Regions from separate parts of the Mus musculus genome. Here regions 2 and 3 are each linked to region 1. A link is a contact called in public ChIA-PET and promoter capture Hi-C data. All regions are on one chromosome and are shown on one strand. The core of a region is the stretch at or near the end of the contact, and the rest is flanking DNA. Distances in the headings are between cores, read along the strand shown.

What was found. ChIA-PET counts read pairs in DNA pulled down with a chosen protein or histone mark. Capture Hi-C pulls out chosen DNA fragments and counts their contacts.
Region 2: an RNA polymerase II ChIA-PET map of memory CD8 T cells shows a contact between it and region 1, with 18 read pairs. The contact joins two enhancer-like sites. A contact is called at or near these places in 1 of 39 promoter capture datasets (macrophages), 2 of 484 Hi-C or Micro-C datasets (Th2 cells and nephron progenitors), 4 of 115 datasets of contacts at active chromatin or transcription factors (CD8 T cells, embryonic stem cells, memory CD8 T cells and 1 more) and 2 of 9 other capture datasets (embryonic stem cells and macrophages).
Region 3: a promoter capture Hi-C map of adipose tissue shows a contact between it and region 1. The contact joins two enhancer-like sites. A contact is called at or near these places in 1 of 39 promoter capture datasets (embryonic stem cells), 1 of 115 datasets of contacts at active chromatin or transcription factors (pancreatic cancer cells) and 2 of 9 other capture datasets (adipose tissue and liver).

The regions. Positions count from the first base shown.
Region 1 is chr6:39,255,443-39,260,074 of GRCm38.p6, reverse strand. The region is part of intron 1 of Gm34147 (a long non-coding RNA gene); the gene reads left to right. Among named protein-coding and RNA genes, the nearest start is that of Gm34147, 7.9 kb to the left of the region's middle. Within about 2 kb of position 3,059, at least 190 of the 459 cell types and tissues checked have an H3K27ac peak or open chromatin away from gene starts, as enhancers often do. A contact at or near this core is called in adipose tissue and memory CD8 T cells, where this site is marked.
Region 2 is chr6:39,396,811-39,400,792 of GRCm38.p6, reverse strand. Mkrn1 (makorin, ring finger protein, 1) reads left to right here. Exons shown (of 8, transcript NM_018810.2): 6 at 288-398; 7 at 857-995; 8 at 1,359-2,972. The coding sequence ends at 1,568. Among named protein-coding and RNA genes, the nearest start is that of Rab19, 17 kb to the right of the region's middle. Within about 2 kb of position 2,247, at least 15 of the 459 cell types and tissues checked have an H3K27ac peak or open chromatin away from gene starts, as enhancers often do. A contact at or near this core is called in memory CD8 T cells, where this site is marked.
Region 3 is chr6:39,490,597-39,494,611 of GRCm38.p6, reverse strand. It overlaps Dennd2a (DENN/MADD domain containing 2A), which reads left to right. Exons shown (of 19, transcript NM_172477.4): 8 at 1,426-1,613. All of the region lies in intron 1 of Gm52860 (a long non-coding RNA gene), which reads right to left. Among named protein-coding and RNA genes, the nearest start is that of Gm52860, 22 kb to the right of the region's middle. Within about 2 kb of position 1,366, at least 85 of the 459 cell types and tissues checked have an H3K27ac peak or open chromatin away from gene starts, as enhancers often do. A contact at or near this core is called in adipose tissue, where this site is marked.

The DNA of each region.
Region 1 (4,632 bases), core at 1,810-4,309:
TTAAATTTGTGGATGTGATATCACATTTTTTGCTTACTGGGACTTTACAGTCTAACATTGGGGTAATTCAGCATATTTCAATTAGCCTGGCCACATTTTAAGTGCTCAGTAGCCTCCAGTGGCTGGTGGCTACTATACCAGACAACATGGGATCTAGATCGCAAGGGATGGCAGTGTTCAATGAAAGTGAAGCCAACAACATTCATTGTTAGGGATACAAATTGTCCAAAACCATCTCTTCTTTCTTTCCTCTTTCCAGTTCTACAGGTGGAACCCAGGGCCTCACATAATACCATTGAGCTATATCCCTCTCCCGACTATTTAAGTTATAAGCCGCAAAGGTATTTCTATTGTAAGTACTGGTTACTTAGTTTCTCTCTTTCTCTCTCTCTCTCTTTTGTTTTTTGAGGCAGGGTTTCTCTGTATATCCTCGGCAGTCCTGAAACTCACTCTGTAGACCAGGCTGGCCTCTCAGAGGTCCACCTGCCTCTGTCTCCTGACTTGAGTGCTAGGATTAAAGGAGTGGACCACCACCACCCCTCTATAGTCTTTTTATTTTTTACATCAAGATAGGGCTTCTGAACTCACTACTCTGCAGACCAGGCTGGCCTTACCACCACCCATACTTATAATTTTATTCTCATGAAAACAAGTCCACACCCAGTCTCAGTTCCCTTGCACTTAGATCACAGAACAGGAAGTTCCTGTGGCTGTCTTCAGTTCTCTTTTAGGCTTTCTTAGGAGAGGAGCAAGTTTTACACACTCTTAGGCCCAGGGACATTTGAATGAAAGGCTCTGTAGCTGTGCAATTGGCTTCTATCACTAATCTTGAGTCATATCAGACTTTTGAAGATGTAAGTTGTGCTGGGCGTGGTGTTGTACACCTTCAGTTCCAGCACTCAGGAGCAGAGGCAGGTGGATCTCTGTGAGTTCAAGGCCAGCCTGGTCTACAGATGGAGTTCCAGGACCGCTAAGACTACACAGAGAAACCCCAAAAGCCAAAAACCAACCAACCAAACCAACAAAAATCACACCGTGTCTGTGGGTCCTGTACCTTGCTGCTCATCTCAAGTCACTTCAGGGGCACAGCCATGCCACAGATCAAATATACAATGCTGAGCAGGTGGTGGTGCTACACACTTGTGGTCCCAGCTCTTGGGAGATGGGGGCAGGTAGTAGTTTAACTGAATGTCTCTCCATAGTTTCAGACATTTAAACATTTGGTCATAAGCTGGGGGAGCTATTTGGGAAGGCTATGGAACCTCTAGACGATGTGACTATGCAGTCAGAAGTATGTCATTGCAGGAGGACTTTGAAAGTGTACAGCCCTGCCCCAGTTTCAGTTAGCTCTTTGCTTTCTGTGTGTGGTTCAAGATGTGACATCTTGCCGGGAGGTGGTGGCACACGCCTTTAATCCCAGCACTTGGGAGGTAGAGGCAGGTGGATTTCTGTGTTCAAGGCCAGCCTGGTCTACAGAGTGAGTTCCAGGACAGCCAGAGTTACCCTGACAGCCAGAGAAACCCTGTCTCAAAAAACCAAAAAAAAAAAAAAAAAAAAGAAGTGATATCTCAGTTTCCTGACACCATGCCTGCCTGCCTGCCTGCTGCCTCGGCTTCCCCATCATTATGTACTGGATCCTCCTGAAACCGTAAGCCAAAAATACACTCTCAAGTCGCCTTGATCATGGTGTTCTATCCCGGTAATTTCAAGTAAACAAGGCAGGAGGGGTCAGGAGTTCAAAGCCGTCCCTGGCCAGGTAATGAGTCCAAGGCTGCCCCGGGCTATAGAAGATAATGATAGTCCCGTAAGATTAAGTTGCCTATGCCAGGTGATGGTGGTACTTGCTTTCAGTTTCAGTATCTGAGAGGCTACACAGAGAAACCCTGTCTTGAAAAACCAAACCAAACCAAGCAACCAAACTAGACTGAGGGAGCAAAGAACCTATTCATCCCTTCATTGCACTTCAGCTGAGGATCTTAGCCAGGCGAGGTCTCTTCCTTTGATGTAAATTGCTCTTCTTTTCCAGTCAGAACACCTGCACTGCAGCCCCAAAGCAGCACTAACTGGCTGTGGCACTTTGGGTGTGGATTAATTAATCACAGCCCCCATATGCAGACTTACTCTTGCTATAATGAGTGAAATAATTCAGTGGGCAGCAATGGAAAACACTAAAGCATTAAACATCTGCAGCAGGGAAAAGTGACACAGGACATGGCACAGCCTGGCTTCCTTCCCTTTCCTCCACTTCCCGCTGTGTGGCAGAGGTCAGACAGGCTCTCAGATCCAAATCACAGAATCCAGGGACACGGTGGGGATGTCATACACACCTATGCCAGACTTCTGCAAAAGACACACACACACACACACACACACACACACACACACACACACAGAGAGAGAGAGAGAGAGAGAGAGAGAGAGAGAGAGAGAGAGTCCAAGAGAAGGTTCTTAGTGTCTAGGTTTCTGATGTCCCTTACAGATGGGGCTGTAAGGTTTCTACTATATTGGTGCCGCTCGGTTCCAGGAGCTACTATTTGTCCGAGAATCACAAGGCCTCTTTGGCCTCGCGGTTCACACTCCGGAGCAGCTCACTGGAAAGCTGTTCTTTCTGTACGGGGTTGAGCGCCGCAGCCAGGCAGCGGTGTTCGGCATGGTCCCTACCACCTCTGTCCAATCACCTCCTTTGGGACGCTTTCCCAGTTAAGCCAATGTGATCCTTTCATGGACATCTTTCTGGTCCCGTATGAGGCGGAGCATCTATCCCTAGCTACCCACAGGAGCTGCGCCTTTGTCATTTTCTCAGACTCTTTTCTAACTCCCATAAGCCTATCGAAGGGGTGGGGGTGGGGTTTAAATTCCTGGCTCTGTCTTTTAAGATGCTGGGGTTAAAATGTTCTGGGCTCCAGACAAAACTGTGGAAAACACGTTCTCAGCACTTATAGAAAGTATTTCCACCCCCCGAGAATAGTATCCACGCCTCATAAAGCAAGCTCAAGCGGTTCCGGAACACAAGAGCACTGGCCCAGTTCCCGCCTCCTTCGGCCCCATCAAGTGTCATTGTTCCTAGGTTCCGGGCAGCGAGCAGCGAAAGCCAGTCAGGCTGGACCAGCCGCAGCTCCCGACTCCCCTTCCCCAAGCAGGATGCGAGGCGGGGTGGGGGTGCGGAGCCTCAAGTCCGCAGCTGCCAATCACCGCGCAGCGCACGTGCCGCACGTTTCCCGGCTCCCGGCGGGGGCGCAGGGCACGCGCGGGGGTCCGCGGGCTGGGGGCTGGGCTGCTAGGAAGCCTGGAGTGTGAACGCGCGGGGTGGGGGTGCACAGAGAGGTGTGAACGCGCAGGAGGTCCGGGGAGATGCTCAAGGGTCTGGGAGAAGAATGCGCTGGCTGGAGGAATTCCTCCTGGGAACTCTGTGCCGAGTGGGATCTGCCCACTGTGTGGCTGCTTCCTGGGTAATTAGGGGAGCTCCAGGAAACCTCTAGTTCTGTTTCCTTCTCTCTAAACACTGGACCTTAAACAGGTGGAGAAGGTCTGTTGTTGATTTGCGGGTATACCACCACCAACGCCAACGGCACGGAGTTCAAAGGTTGGGCTCCGGAGCACCTGCTCAGAAAAAAGCAGATCGGCCTTCTATACCCCTCGGTCTTCTCCACCGTTCCACCGCCAGCCAAAATGTGAAGAAGTGCTCCTTTCTGGTAGTGGCTTTCAAACACCAAATATGCAAACGGAGGGTTGAAGCCCAGGGAGCAGAGGGCTGCCCATGAGATGCGTTTCAGGCCGGTCCCACCTGCCCAGTGTTAGATGGTTGTTTGTTAGGCAGAGTCTTCCTAGGTACCCAGTTGCCTTGGCACTCGATGTGGAGCCCAGGATGGTCTCGAATTTGTGGTAATCCTCCTGTCTCAGCCTTCCAGGTGCTGAGACTATAGGCCTGTGCCACCACAGCCTGCTCCATTCTAGGCACTTGTTCACTGTTTGGTCGTGTGAAGCAGAAATTAAGAAGGTGGTAGAATGAGAACTTTTCTGGGGAGATATTTTAGGTCCTGGGTGTATGTCATGAGTCTCTGAATGCTGGATTGGTGTGCCTGTAGCTCCCTGGGCTGTATAGTTTACACAATGGCCTGTAACAACTTCTCAGAGAAGAGCTCCCTTTGAAGTGTGGGCAGGATTTGCATTCTCCTGACTTCACTAGTCTGTTGTCTCAGTGGCTCCTTTGATGTGGTGGTGACCAGGCTTATTAGAGATCAGCCACCAGGACCAAATAGATCAACCATCCCTTCAAGTTCACCTCGGCCGGGATGTACATGTCAAAAAGGCAAACTGAGATATGGCAGAAAGTATCGCAAATTTTCCTGTTTTCTGTCTTTATTACGTGAATTCTGAACACTTTTTTTTTTTTCCAGATGTGCTAGTTTCTTTGAGTCTAGGAAATTATAACAAAACCTTCCAGGCTGAAGTGCTCTGCCTCCCTATGTTACTGTGTTTAATTCTCAGAGTAACCCTGAGGCTGGGGACTTGTCCACACTTCATGGAGGAGAAAGGGGAGGCTTCAGCCGTGCAGCTGTGGGATCGAGGGCCAGACTCTTGGCACTTCGCCTTCACTGAGAGTTAATTGGGTTCCTTAAATGAATCCAACCA
Region 2 (3,982 bases), core at 998-3,497, 140 kb before region 1:
AAAGTTACAAGAAATAAATTTATTTAAACGAAAGAAGGAGTCTGTGTGAAATGTCTTCTTTTGGTTTTGTTTTGTTTTTTACCTAAGTCTTTTTTTAAAAACTGGCTAGCCATTGAGTTGATTTCTGAAGGAGTTTGTCTTTCCTCCAAAGAAAGGTTCAGATGTGACTGGAATCCCTTTCTGCTAATGTTCATGTGCCTGTCAGTTAAGGTGACACACCAGGGTGTGTCTTGAAGAGCGGGCCTAGTGGAGGGAATGTGCATTGCAGCCTGTTCATTGTTTCCCAGGTCCTGCCCCGAATGCCGGATCACATCTAACTTTGTCATTCCAAGTGAGAACTGGGTGGAGGAGAAAGAAGAGAAGCAGAAACTCATTCAGAAATACAAGGAGGCCATGAGGTATGAGCAGCCGGGCTCGCTCGGATAGTGCGGTGCTGCCTTTGCTCTCCTACTACCTACCCACCCTTTCCTTACTGCATAGGATAACTGCTTGCCCAGTGTGTGTCCTGCTTTAACTTAAACACAGTCCTTGGTGTATGCCGAGGGATCTTTACAGTGAAGTCTCCACTCTAGCTAAAGCCTGCGCAGGGATTCCAGCTCATTCCAGGTCATGAGAGTCAAGGCTTAGGAATTCTTGTGCTTTGTGATTATTCTAAAAGATTTTCAGTTGGTGTTAGTGCTGGTAAACCATGCACATTTAAGCAGAGACGTTTCTAGTCAGTGTTTGGAGCACGTGTTTCTAAGAACACAATTTGCGGGGGGCTGTGCTCTGCCCCTGTTAAAGAGAAGCCCCTGATGCTAGTCGATACGGGCCTGAAGTCCACTGTGAATAAGGGTTGCGATATTTTCCTTTCCAGCAACAAGGCGTGCAGGTATTTTGATGAAGGACGTGGGAGCTGCCCATTTGGAGGGAACTGTTTTTACAAGCATGCGTACCCTGATGGCCGTAGAGAGGAGCCACAGAGACAGAAAGTGGGAACATCAAGCAGATACCGGGTAACTCTCACTCTTTTTTTAAAGGAGGGGAAATCGCACACTGTCAGTTGAGACCTGCACATATTGGGGTAGGGGAAAATGACACTCAGGTGTGGGGGTGTGGGGGAGACTAGAGTAAAAGAGTCAGACTTCAGAAGATGGAAGGGGTAGGAAAGAAACAGTGTTCAAAAGCCCTAGCCTAACATGTTGGCTACAAATAGCCAAAGGGGAGGCACTGGCAAGGTGGACTAAGGGAGACCTCTGGTCCGCCATGCACTCCCTCCCTCCCTCCCTCCCTCTGTGCCACACGGTTTACCTGATGAGCAACAGGATAGAAGACACTGCTTGACAGTGCCACCCCTATCATGGCCTTGTTTCTTACAGGCCCAACGAAGGAGCCACTTCTGGGAGCTCATTGAGGAGAGAGAGAACAACCCCTTTGACAACGACGAAGAGGAGGTTGTCACCTTTGAGCTGGGCGAGATGTTGCTTATGCTTTTGGCTGCAGGTGGGGACGACGAGCTGACAGACTCTGAGGACGAGTGGGACTTGTTTCACGATGAGCTGGAGGACTTTTATGACTTGGATCTATAGCAGCGTTGCGTGGCGCGGGCACTGGTCTGCGGAGCCTCAGACAGTAGCTGTCCCCTGTGCTGTGTGGCAGTGCGTGTGGCTCTCCTAGGCAGGCCTCTCAAACTCCAGGTGCTGTGATCACTTCCCAGGGCCTGTTCCTCTACCCTCACCTCCCCCAAGAGTGTGTTGTTTTCTCTGTTTCAAAAGTTACAAAAATAAATCTTAAAGTTAGTTTTTTGTAACATGAATTTAACTGTCAGACAGTTAGTGTAGGTTTGTTGCGCCATCTGTCCTCAGCCAGGTTGTGTTCATGGACTTTGCACACTCATTCTGAGACCCCTTTGAGGTTCAAAGGAAAAAGCACTGATTGCTTTGGGGTCCAAGGATAGGGGCAATTGGGAAAAAAGGGACCTAAGTCGCTCTCTGCGCTAGATGTGGGAGGGCTCCCCGAGGTTTCTGGGAGATCTGCACCTTCATGGTTTAGAGCTGTTCCCTGCCCTGTAATCCCCTACATGTGCTTGTCCTGTGGGTTTGGGTTCTTGTTCAGTTGCACGCAAGAAAGACTACTGGGTAACCAGAACCAGGTGCAAATGTGTTGAGGTTAACCTGAGAAAAATGTAAAAACACAGGGAGGATGCAGTGGCATTCCATCAGCGCAGAGCTGGCAGCTAACTCCCAAGGGTCGATGGACTTGGTGGGCGAGCACGAGCGAGCATGTGAGCAGCTTCCTTCCCATCTGTGCATAGGTGCAGTATTCTTAGCTTTAGTGGGCAGATGTGGGTTAGTGGTTTCAGCCACATGTGTCGGTAGATCTTAAAGGACCAAGCAGTATGTCAGTAGTTGTTAACGTAGCAGTAGCTGTCTGTCTGTATGCTAGAGAAACGAGATCAGCTGTAGAGGTTAAACGACCTGCTTGTCCCCCTCTCAGTACAAGCTGGGTCTTGGACACACTGATGTTTTGAATGTTTTACAGTCTAGCCTTTTCAGTCAGGCACTTTTTGGAAAAAACTTTGTCCTCATTTGAGGGGGCCTGTTGTGAGGTTCTGTGCTTGTTTTTGTGGGTATCTGCCTCATTCCATCCCTGAGCTTTGACAGGAAGACAGGTGGATTCCAAACTGAGGTGCTGGTTGTACTAGAGGTATCTGTCGGTTTGCAGAAGTAATGAACCCTTCCCCACCGAAGAAAAGGGAGGGTGCGGCCACCCACGAGGCAAGCAAAAGTTAAGTTGCTAAAATTCCTTGGCGGGAATTTCACCTTTGCATTTTGTTGCTCTCTTTCCTGAAATAACGTGGGAGATGCTCTGATCTGTCCTCTGCTTTGCTTCCGCGGAACTCACCCAGTCTTAAAAACACATCATCATTGCAGAGGCCTCTGTATTTTGCAGCTGCCCTTTTGTAAGAAGCACTTTTCCCAAATAAAACGATTTAAAAAAAAAAAAAAAATTGGTCTTGTGTGATGACCTGGCTTCAGAACTACAGATGGCAGAGTTGCTCATATCGTTCTTAATCATGTGTAGATTGGCTAGAAGTGGGCCTCTTCAAGATGGCCAGGCTGCCTTCATCCACAAGTTCACAGTCTCTCTCCTAGTAATAAGTGCTTGCAGTGAGGCCTGGTTCAGTCGGGCTCCTAAATAAGACAGGTGATTGGGAACTTGAAAGACTAATCTTTTTGTTTTGTTTGTTTGAGTCAGGATTTCTCCATGTAGCCCTGGCTGTCCTGGAACTCACTGTGAAGACCAGGCTGGCCTCGAACTCAGATCCTCCTGCTTCTTCCTTCCTAAATGCTAAGATTAGTGCTGTTCAGCACCACACCAGGCTTAAAAGTGTAATTTTTGCAAGATTTATTTATTCACTTTTTTTTTTTTTTTTTTTTTTGAGACAGGGTGTGTCTGTGTTCCCCTGGCTATCCTGGAACTCATTCTGTAGACCAGACTGGCCTTGAACGCAGAAATCCGCCTGTCTCTGCCTCCCAAGTGCTGGGATTAAAGGCGTGCGCCACCACGCCCAGATTCACATTTTTTATGCACATCAGTGTTCTGTTTTCATGCTCACTAGAGAGCATCAGATCCCATTACAGATGGTTGTAAGCCACCATGTGGTTGCTGGGAATTGAACTCTGGAAGAGCAGCTGAGCCATCTTTCTAGCTCCTCCAGTTAACATTTTTGAGACAAATCTCACTGTGGAGTTCAGACTGGCGTCAAACCAAACCCATAGTCATATCCTTTAGCTTCCAAGTTGCCCAGGTAAATTTTTTTCAGATTTATGTGTGGGAATATTTTGCCTGTATGTCTGTCCCATGTTGCCTGTAACTGCAGCTTGTAGGGGATCCAGGACTCTGGACAACTGCATTTGTATACAAACCCGCATACAACACAAACTCAAGTAAAGTCTTATTTAAAAACCTATCCGAGCTGGGTGGTGGGCTACACACCTCT
Region 3 (4,015 bases), core at 117-2,616, 240 kb before region 1:
GCAGGTGCGTGAGCTGACTGGGAGGTGAGGAGAGCAGGTGCGTGAGCTGACTGGGAGGTGAGGAGAGCAGGTGTGTGAGCTGACTGGGAGGTGAGGAGAGCAGGTGCATGAGCTGGCTGGGAGGTGAGGAGAGCAGGTGCGTGAGCTGACTGGGAGGTGAGGAGAGCAGGTGCGTGAGCTGACTGGGAGGTGAGGAGAGCAGGTGCGTGAGCTGACTGGGAGGTGAGGAGAGCAGGTGCATGAGCTGGCTGGGAGGTGAGGAGAGCAGGTGCTTGAGCTGACTGGGAGGTGAGGAGAGCAGGTGCATGAGCTGACTGGGAGGTGAGGAGAGCAGGTGCATGAGCTGACTGGGAGGTGAGGAGAGCAGATATGTGAGCTGACTGGGAGGTGAGGAGAGCAGGTGTGTGAGCTGACTGGGAGGTGAGGAGAGCAGGTGCATGAGCTGGCTGGGAGGTGAGGAGAGCAAGTGTGAGTGTGAGCTGACTGGGCAGCTATAGACATGGCTCCTTTCTACAGCTGAGGGACAGACAAGGCCTGCTCAGGCTTGCAGATCAAGGCATGAGTGTCAAGTGTGAGCAGAGGTGGGCCAGGCCTGTGCAGAGATCAGGTGCGACAGTACTGCAGCCACCTGTTCCTCCGCCTCTGACGATGACAGGCACCACACTGGATAGTGGCTGTGTGAGCTGTAGGCAATGTCTTAAACTCTCAGAGCCTCCGGCGCCTTGCTTGAAAGATGAAGTTGGTAAAACAGTTGGTGCCTGTGGGCCTGGCGTTCAGCAATCCGGGTCCAAAGCCTGAGTCCATTTTTTTGAGATTTTTCAGACCCCATGAGAGAACAGAGAGGGCAGCCCTGGGTGTTAAGTGAGGTGATAAGACTGGTCTACCTAGTGGCTCCCCCTCATTCACCTCTGACATCGTCAGCTACCGGGCCACCCCCAGAGCAAGCAAGGCTGTTCCCACTGCAGAGAACTGACTGGAGCAGAGGTGGGAGGGGGCTCCTGAGGTAGCTGAGTCTCTGTTGTCGCATCATACAGGATGTTTACAAAGCTCTCAGCTCCAAAAGTCCCATGGTCTGGATTTTGTAACATCACACAAACTGAAGACACGACAGTGAACGAGGGGGAAGGTGCCTACAGTCGCCACCCTAAAAACCCCTGGCCCTTCCGACTCAAGGCTTAGCCAACCCTGGCCAGTCCTGAGCCTGGGTCCTGTGCCTTACTTGGTTGCCAGGCCTGTAAATGAATGGCGCCCCTCCCACAAGTTTGGCAAGAAGCCAAAGAGTTTTCTACTAATTTGCTAGATGTGGAAAGACTCGGGGGATTAGACAATGTACTGAAGCTAGGAATTACATAAGCAGTTGAATGCTGAGCAGTTCCACATTGACAAATGAGTCACAACAGGCCTGTGGCTTCTTTCTCTCCACAGCTCACAGCCAGCGCCTGGTCAATGTGAAGTCTCGCCTGAAGCAGGCCCCTCGATACTCATCGCTTGACCGGGATCTCATTGAGTACCAAGAGAGGCAACTCTTCGAGTACTTCGTGGTTGTGTCTCTGCACAAGAAGCAGGCAGGGGCCGCCTACGTGCCAGAGCTCACCCAGCAATTTCCTCTGAAGGTAGGGGACACAGGTCCCTGGGGGCTGCATGGGGACTACCACGTTCTGGCCATCAGCTTGGGTTCAGGGAGGGGTAGCAGTCCATGAAAGGCTTAAGGTCTAAAACCTTCCAAGTGAGCCCCACGGAGTGTCTGCCACATGAAAAAACTAGTAATGGGGACTTGAAAGACAGGGTCCAGGAAGACAGATTAAAGGATGCAAAAACAACAACAACAACAACAACAAAAAAAGCGGGCAAAGATAATCCAAGTTGTGGTGGCATATTATCTGTAAGCTCAGCACTTAGGAGGTGGAAGGAGAGGCAGGTGGATCTTTGTGTGTTTGACGTCAGCCTGGTCTATGTAGAGAGTTCCAGGACAGTCAATGGTACACAGAGAAAAATAGAGAAACCCTATCCCTAGTCCCACATAAATTGGACAGGGTAGTGCACACTTGTAGTCTTGGGAGGTAGAGAAAAAGGATCGGAATTTCAAGGCCATCTTCAAGGGTACATAGTGAGTTCAAGGCAGGCCTGGGATACATGCGACCGTATTTAAAAACAAACAACAAAACAAAACAAATGAAACTTCCTATACCCCTATGGTCACAGTGCTGATCATCTCTGTCATTCTGCAGGCTCCTTATCCAGCCTGACTCAGCATTTTCTTCATAAGCCACAACAACTCCTAAGTGCCATCACATTTATGTTTGAGCTAAATCTTTGCATGTATCCTGCTTCTCTACGTGTTGGGGGAAAGCCCTGCCCTGTTGTGGCTTACACCACTGATAATTTCATGGCACCTAAAATAAAGGGCACTTAATAAAGCCTACACAATGTAGCCAGTGTTGCCAGAGGGACTCTTGCATTAAAGTGTCTACTGTACTCTAATTCAATCCAACCAGAACTTACATCCAGACATTCTATCAATTTTCTGCTTGGTCCCAAAATGATTAGAAAGATAAATAGAGTGGGTTTCCTGCCCTTTCAGAAGGTAACAGAAGTAAGCTAAAAGAATGAGTTTTTGCACCAGAGCTGTCAGGAGATGGCATATGACAGTCATCGTACAAACCAGAGCGCCAGAGAAAGGGAGGAGACGGAGCTCAGCTTGGTTCATGCTGAGCTTCTGTGGCTGTTACTTTATGCAAGATCCTACAAGGTCTGGACCCTGCTGCCTGGCTGTCTGCCTGCCTGCCTGGCTGCCTGTTTCCCTGCCTGGCTGTTTCCCTGCCTGCCTGCCTGCCTGCCTGCCTGCCTGCCTGCCTGCCTGCCTGCCTGCCTGTTTCCCTGCCTGGCTGTCTGCCTGTCTGTCTTCCTGCCTGCCTGCTTGTGTTCTTCCCCAGCCAGCCTTCTTTCATCATAAAGGGCTAGCATAGTCTTTAAGTTCTGAACAATGGTATAAATGGAAGTAACCATGGGCATGTGTCCTCCGTACAAGAGCCTACCCTCTTCCTTCAACACCTTTAAGGAACACGCTCCTGAAACCCCTAGTGCATGGCTGTCTGGGTTCTGGGGTGTTGCCCAGTGGATCCATGTGAGACAGGCTCATACTTATAGCCCAGTTGAGAGCCCCAGTAGGCGCCAAGGCGTGAGGACCAGCTTGTCATTCTGCATTGCCCTCAGGGCTCGGCACATTGCTGTACACATGGTAACACTTAATTGGGGTACCAGAACAAAGGCATTAAGTCATGAATTAATTACTTAGTCATTAGAGCTGCTAAATGCTTGCCATTTGCTGCCTGGAGCCTTTAGACTCAGACTCCCACTAAAAAAAAACCTTTTAGGGGATATAAGTCACTATTGAAAACAGAGCTAATTCAAGAAGACAAAGAAAACAGTCACCCACAATCTGCAAGAGTCACCCACGGCTAGCACACTGTTGTTTCTGCTTCTAGTCCTTCTTCATACTGTGTTTCCTCTATTGTTATTCTGCAGTCATAGCTATGGTTTTCATAGCATGGTCCATGCACAGATATGCTTGTGAGCATATTATTTTAAAACACATTTAGTTCAAATTCTGAAGCATATGTTTTTGAAGTTCTCTAATGTAGAAGGCCCTCCTTTGTATGTATGTATGTAGGGAGCCCTCCTTTGTTTAACTAGTCTTTCACTGTTGGAAGTGTATCTGGCTCCTGATATTTCTTATGTAAATCTGTTTTATTTTTTTCATTCTGGATCATTCTGGGCCTCCTTGTTTTGTTTTTGTTTAAGATTTATTAGTTTAAGTATATGAGTACACTGTAGCTGTCTTCAGACACATGAGAAGAGGGCATCAGATCCCATTACATGGTTGTGAGCCACCATATGGTTGCTGGGAATTGAACTCAGGACCTCCGGAAGAGCAGTCAGTGCTCTTAACCACTGGGCCAAGCCTCCAGCTCTTTTTGTTTTGTTTTAAGATTCATTCTTTCTCTCTCTCTCTCTC